2 separate regions of the Gossypium arboreum genome follow, and region 1 is linked to region 2. Evidence: chromatin contacts called from public Hi-C data. All regions are on one chromosome and are shown on one strand. The core of a region is the stretch at or near the end of the contact, and the rest is flanking DNA. Distances in the headings are between cores, read along the strand shown.

The links. A called contact is a pair of places that touch in the nucleus more often than the background predicts.
Region 1: a contact with region 2 is called in a Hi-C map of leaf, with 3 times the contacts expected there. The contact joins the promoter of LOC108482147 here to the promoter of LOC108474165 in region 2. A contact is called at or near these places in 4 of 5 Hi-C or Micro-C datasets (all in leaf).

What each region holds. Positions count from the first base shown.
Region 1 is chr11:41,939,691-41,943,466 of ASM2569848v2, reverse strand. It overlaps LOC108482147 (UDP-glucuronate 4-epimerase 5), which reads right to left and starts at 1,945. Exons shown (of 4, transcript XM_017785261.2): 1 at 1,545-1,945; 2 at 1,050-1,543; 3 at 901-1,047; 4 at 1-898. The coding sequence starts at 1,654. The coding sequence ends at 360.
Region 2 is chr11:41,780,268-41,783,969 of ASM2569848v2, reverse strand. It overlaps LOC108474165, which reads left to right and starts at 2,017. Exons shown (of 2, transcript XM_053021815.1): 1 at 2,017-2,765; 2 at 3,557-3,702. The coding sequence starts at 2,017. LOC108474164 reads left to right here and starts at 448. Exons shown (of 3, transcript XM_053021816.1): 1 at 448-821; 2 at 888-1,151; 3 at 1,234-1,640. The coding sequence starts at 671. The coding sequence ends at 1,370.

The sequences.
Region 1 (3,776 bases), core at 696-3,195, 160 kb before region 2:
CGTTGCAGCGGTTGCAATTTTATTGAAATAACTGTACGGTTGAGAAAACAAAATGAACCAGCATTCAGAACATCTTTTCGATCCATCAGTCATGAACTGTACAAGGCTTAAAACTGCTAAAAGAAGCTTCCAAGAGAAAAGAAAGCAACACGTGGAATAACAACTAAAATGCTGCTAGCTTTCCATCACTACGAATTGGGACGAGAGGCCCACCCTACAGGCAAAGCAGAATAGCACCCCTACTTGCATGATTATATCAAGCATACGATGAAGTAAATGCTCAATAAACCACCAAATGAACACAACATAGAAGTAATCAATATCAACTAAAATGAGAAAAAAAAAATGAGAAAGTTTCACTAAGAACTCTTCTTCTTTGACCTCGAATAAAAACTGAGGTACCATCTCACTAACTTCTTCAACCCTGCCTCCAAATCAGTCGCCGGCTTGTAACCGAGCTCCATCATTGCTAAGGTAATATTGGCGTGTGTAAACTCCACATCCCCATTTCTTGGTAATGGCACTACTTTCTTCTTAGCTTTCACCTTTAAAATCTTCTCCAATATACTAACCAACGTACTCACAGGTACAGGCGAAGTATTCCCCAAATTAAAAATCCTCAATTGTGCAGGCCCTCTTTTCTTTCCCCCACTCCCTGTACTCTTCTTTGCCGTATCCAATGCTCCCAAACACCCTTTCACTATATCATCGATATAGGTAAAATCTCTAGCCACACTACCCTTATCTGGTGATTCATATACAGTGATAGTTTTACCTTTCATTATATCTTTAGTGAAAAATAAATATGCCATATCGAGCCGACCCCAGGGACCATAAACCGTGAAGAATCGCAATCCAGTTAATGAAAGTCCATAAATATGATTATAAGTATGCGCAATTCCTCACCAGCTTTCTTTGTAGCAGCATATAAACTAGCAGGTTGATCAGTTCTATCTTTCTCTGAAAATAGGACCTTAGAATTCAAGCCGTATACCGAACTTGAAGATGCCCAGATAATTGCCGGTTGAAGGTTGGCCGATTTCGACACTCCAGTAAGTTCACAAATCCAGCAATGTTACTATGAACATAAGATCCTGGGTTTTGCATAGCGTAACGAACACCTGCCTGAGCTGCTAAATGCATTACGTGAGTAAACAAAACGGCATCGAACAGTTGCTCGAGAAGACCCTTGTCGTTGATGTCGCCTTCGACGACAAAAACCCAAGCTTTTTCGAGGATCTTCTGGCGAGCCCTTTTCAGGGTTGGATCATAGTAATGGTTAAAGTTGTCAAGGCCAAGGACACTGTCTCCACGGCGTTTAAGAGCGAGGGAAACATGGGTTCCGACGAAACCGGCGGCGCCGGTCACAAGGACGGTGTTACCGGTGGTAGAGCGAGGACGGGCAGATTTGCGGATTAGTTTGTGGGAAAGAGAGAGTGGGGTGCGGTGGGACCCAGTAGATAGGTGGCGGCGCAACGATGGTTTGGAAGAAGGGGAGTAAAGTAGGAGGAGGAAGATAAGGAGGACGGAAAGGAAAAGGGTAATAAAGGGTTAGCTTGGAAAGAGAGGAAGATGCGGCGGAGGAGTTGAAACGGAAAGCTTTGTCGGGTTTGTATTTGCCAGGAGTGGATGGAATGTTGTCAAGGTGTGACATTTGGAACAATATAAGATGGGATTTAGGATTAGGGTTCAGATTTTTAGTGGTGACGGCGGTGGTGGCGACAGCGGAGAAAGAGGAGGAAGGAAAAAAAGGAAGGTTTGGCTTTTTTTTTTATACAAATAACCTTAAAAAAACAAATTAATTAACAAAATGACTTAAGGAAAAAATTATTTAAGGAAATAACCTATTTTGAACAATGTAATTTGGCGTCCTCGATTGGTTAGATGGCACCATCTACTTTTCAGTTAGCATCTTTAACTAATCATTTGGTTTTAAAGAAAATAAAATTTTGATATCATGATTGTGTCAAGTGCCATTTATATATTTTTAAAATATGAGTGAAAATAATATTTGTAGCATCAATCATTTAAAAAAATATTTGTATTTTAAATATACATGAGAAAATATAAAAAAATATTTTATGGATGCAATCGGTATATTAGGTGGCATCAGTGAAAATTAAAAATAAGTAACATAAAAAGAAAAAAAGCAAAAAGAATTTCAGTAGTTTATTCTTCTGTTTCACTTTTTTTTAATTTTATTAGTGCCACTTGGCACACCAATACCACCTATAAAATAATATTACTTTTTGTATTCTCTTTTGGTGTAAATTGAAAATACAAATATCAATTTTAAATTTATATATTTGAAATGTTATTTAGACATGACAAATAATTGCAAATTTAATTTTGTTTGGTAAAAGAAATTGAAAGTAGATATTGGGTTTTAAAAACATTATTTATGTTATTAATTGATAGTTATAATTGTAATATATAGGTATTTGAATAGTTAAGGTACAAGTCTTGTTATATATAATTGTTTAAGCTCCTAGTTTTATTTTATGTGAGTTTTACTTTGATGGATTGATTTTAGTCTAAATTATTAGGATTCTTAGTTTATTTGTGTTATATATTAATTTGATTTTACTTTATAGTTTATTAGGCATGTATTTGTAATTATATTATAATTGTATTGAATTTATATTGTAAACTCCAAAAAAGTCAAGAATGCTCTCTCTTAGTCTCTTAGATAAATAGCACTGCCTGTGGATGGGTCTGAGTAAAGTGGTGACTTTAAAGGGAATGGAGAAGGATGAGATCTCTCTTTTGAAGGAGGAACTGATTCAGTCGTCCGTTAAAAGCTTGCTGGTAGTTCTAGATGAAAAACTGACGTTGTTATGCATTGTGTGGATTAAAAAATCTCACAATCCAGATAGTTTTCAGGCTTAATTAAAAAGTATTTGGCAGACTAAAAAGAAATTTGAGATATAGGTTACAAGACAAAATTTGTTTTAAATTTCATTTGAAGATGAAGAGGATCTGGAGTTGACTTTGGAGGGACAATCATGGCTTTTTTTATGGCAATTGATTATTTTTGATAAATTATTGGAATCGATGGAACGAAGCAAAATAGATTAGTGGCGTCTCTTTTTTGGGTCAAAGGGGGTCCTTGTCCCCCAGAGTGTGATTGAAAGGATCTTATGCATGCAATTGGATCCACCTCTAGGGGAGTGCTTAGATCGAAAGTCAAAGGTGATTTTTATAGGATTAAATTGTAGATGAATGTGCAAACACCTTTAAGAAGGGGATTTTTATTCTAACTGAGTCGCAATAGAGAATTTGGGTCCATGAAAATTTGCATGGAGTTTACTTTGGGTGTGGACAGATAGGGCATAGTATTAACGAGTGTATCGAGGTTACACTAAAGGTTAAAGACCTACCCGAGGATGAGTTACCATATTCGTTGGCTCTTAAGGCAAAATTAAATTTCTTGGGTAAAAAGAGTTTAAAGCTAAAATCTGTTGCGAGGAAATCAATGAAGCAATGGTCGTATACTAGAGCAGATGAAGAAAATGTGGCGGCACAATAAAATTAGTGAGGTCAGTCCATTCTCTAGGAGTGGAGGCAAACGTCAAATCGACGAAAATGGGAGCTGTGGTGGAGTTTGAGTTTGACTCGAAAACTATTAGTGTGAGGAGAGATTTCAGGAATGGCTTGGCTGATAAGGATTGTGAAACTGATAGAATCTTTCCAAGACTTTGATTGGGAAAATATGGATCATAATGAATCTCTTAATGAGATAGGGCGCAATATGAAAGTGGATGAAGTCTAATCTG
Region 2 (3,702 bases), core at 768-3,267:
ATTAATGATATTATTTTAAAATGTAATTTAAAATATAACCCATATTGGATATTAACATAACATAGAAAATATAAACCTAATAAATTAAAATATTATATGTATTTAGATTAAAGTTTAAAAAGAGGTAATATTTATATACTAAATATAAATATTAAAATTTTATATTAACATTTGTAATTTAAAGTGAATGAAAAGTGGTTGAAAAAAAAGAGGATAAAAAATAATAATACTTTCAGAGGTGATTTTGATTAAAAAAACTAAAAATTTTAGATTTAGAGTAAAAGTACTTTTGAAAAACTACTTATTTCAATTAAAAGTTACTTCTTTTGCATAACTTTTCTTTTGAAAATATTTTTAAGTATAACTAAATACAACCTAAAATAGTTTAAAACACATATTTAATATTCATTTGATATAAATTCAAATCGTATTACTAGTTCTAACTGAAAAGAAAAAAATTATGTATTAATTATTTATTATCAAATGGTATGCACTCCCAGACTCCATAATCTCCTCGATTGAAATTTGTTAATTAATCCTGCTACGAAAATATTTCTAAAATAATCCCACAATACTGCAAAAGTAGTGGTCTTCAACGAGACTTGAAGAGAATATTCACCAATTGTCCAAGTTTTAACACACACCGGATACTGCGAACGAGTGGTCTTTAATGAGACGTGAAGAGAAACGAAAAAGATTCCATGAGGCTGTTCTTAGAACACTCTATCCACCGCCATCTCCACCGGAATCTGAGGAGGAAGAGGAAAAGAAACAGCTGATCACATCACAGAGGGCTGTCGACTTCGGGCCCGGAAACCCAGGTGATTAAAAAATTATTTAACATCAAATAATTTAGATTAGAAAATGTAATCAAATTTGGGTGGCAGATGATTCTGAGGAGGACAAGTGTAGTTCCCCAAAGACTGCCGACGAAGATGACGGAAGTCAATCTGAGACTCAGAAGCTGAGTAGAGCTCAAAGGAAAAGACTTCGAAAGAAAAAGCTCAAAGAAGATGCTTTTCGTCGTGGGAAGATAATTGGGCCTTTGTTACCGTCATCTAAAAAAGATGGAGTGGGTTCATTGCAATGTGAGCCTGAAGGTATTCGAGAAAATGCTCGACAGGAACAAGTTGCTTCAAGTGACAAACCTGGTAAGTTTTTAACTTGGTCTTTCTTCTTCTTTAACCAGATGGGAGACTAAAATAAATTCATTGATTTGGGGTGTTTGTTCAGGCGATCAGCAGGAAGGTGATTGTAGTACCAAGAAGAAGCTGAAACAGAGGTTGATAGCTAAAAGGTTGGCTAAGGAGGGGCTGAAATCCACTGAAGGTGAGCATTCTGGTCAAGACAAAGAGCACCAAGTAATCTAGTCAAAGAGAATTGCCATCAAGCTTAATAATTTAAGTCCTTTAACATGGGTTCTTGTTGTGAAGACTCGGGTAGTTCCACCAGTTAGAACTCCGATGTAGTTGAAGAATAATAGATTCATGAACTTGAAAATACCAATGAAATATAGATTCATTGGTCAAGAATCTAGAAAACAACCATGCCTGCAAATGCAATAGATTCATTTTGGAGCCTAATGTATTATCTTTGCTTTGCTTTATTAGTAAAATGGGGAAAAGAGCTGATAGAAACAAGACTCCTCGACCAAAATGCTCTAGCAGATCATTACTAAGCAATGTCATGGGGACTGAACTGTTCACGATTTGCATAGCTAATGTTGGGCTCAAGGAGCAAATGGAGCCGAAGGCCCAAACTCTAAAAAATCCAAAAATTAGAACTTTACCCTAGACCCAAAACTGAAAACAAGCTTTCAGAACACAAGTTTTATTAATAGCTTTCTTCATCACTCTCTAAAAAAATTCAAAAATTAGAACTTTACCCTAGACCCAAAACTGAAAACAAGCGTTCAGAACACAGGCATTATCAATAGCTTACATCATCATTCTCTTCCATTTCAATTCAGTTTCTCACAAAACCCAAAACCTTGCCTTTCCCTCCCTCAATCATCCAATGGCGGAGCTGAAACTCTCCGAGAGCCGAGACCTGACCCGAATCGAACGCATTGGGGCTCATTCCCACATACGGGGCCTAGGCCTCGACTCCTCTCTGGAGCCCCGTGACGTCTCGGAAGGGATGGTGGGCCAAGCACAAGCTCGTAAAGCTGCCGGTGTCATCCTCCAAATGATCAAAGACGGTAAAATTGCTGGCCGTGCTATCTTATTAGCGGGCCAACCTGGAACCGGCAAAACCGCCATCGCCATGGGCATGGCGAAATCCCTTGGCCTTGAAACCCCTTTCTCTATGCTCTCTGGCAGCGAAATCTTCTCCCTTGAGATGTCGAAAACCGAAGCTTTAATGCAAGCGTTTCGAAAGTCCATCGGAGTAAGAATCAAGGAAGAAACTGAAATAATCGAAGGCGAAGTCGTTGAAATCCAGATTGACCGGCCGGCAGTTTCTGGGGCGGCTTCAAAAACTGGAAAATTAACGCTTAAAACGACGGACATGGAGACCGTTTACGATTTAGGGGCGAAGATGATCGAGGCATTAGGGAAAGAGAAAGTGCAGAGTGGAGATGTGATAGCTATTGATAAAGCTTCAGGGAAAATAACGAAGCTTGGAAGGTCATTTTCAAGGTCGAGGGATTACGATGCTATGGGCCCGCAAACAAAGTTCGTGCAATGTCCAGACGGAGAGCTGCAGAAAAGAAAAGAAGTCGTCCATTGTGTTACGCTTCATGAGATTGATGTCATTAACAGCAGGTAAATTCGAGCTTATCTTTGGCAAAAAGTGTACCCTTTTCCAGATTTGCAGCTTTGTTGCCGTGTTTAATATGATTTCTCGAGTCTTTTTAACTTTTTCTGTAACTAGAATGCAAAGTGGTTCTTCCATTGTTTATCTGTTATTGTTCTGAAATTAGCGTAGAGCTGTTATCAGCTGTTTTGCTTCTGAAGTAAAACATAAATAGATTAACAAAAACTATGCCTGGGTGGAGAAACCTGTAACATTTTGGAAGAATTAACCAATTAGGTGAATTTGATTTACATGTTTCAAGCTATCTAGTGATGATTCTATTCAGAATTTGGATGCTGCATGTTAAGAGCTCTGAGTAGGGATGAAGAAGGTTAAACTCAATTAGCTTATAAGTAGATGATTCTTTGCTATGGTTGCGGGTAGCTTCTTCCAACGTGTATGTCTTAGGGATCAACATGTGTAGCGTTCCTTTATACCATCTCTACATACTTTTGTCATGTTGTTCAATCAAATGTGATGATACCATTGGTTTGTGATTATTAGGGAAGAATTTGTGCATGGTATATGGCTGGTATGAACATCATAACTTGTTGAAATTTATCTCTCTAGCATAAAATTTATCCCTAGAAAACATTACTGTGAGTTCAATGTATGCATATCCGGTGCAACTTTTCTATAGGCAGTATCTTTGCTAGTCTGCCTTATAGGATAATAGACTTAGAGAAGTTTTACGTTGTTTCACAGTAGAAAATAATCTATTTTTAGTCATCATCTCATGTTTCATTATGTTTGAGCTCAGAACACAGGGATTTCTTGCTCTTTTCACTGGGGATACTGGTGAAATCCGTGCTGAGGTGAGAGAACAAATTGACACGAAGGTGGCAGAGTGGAGGGAGGAAGGGAAGGCTGAAATCGTGCCTGGTGTTCTCTTTATCGATGAGGTGC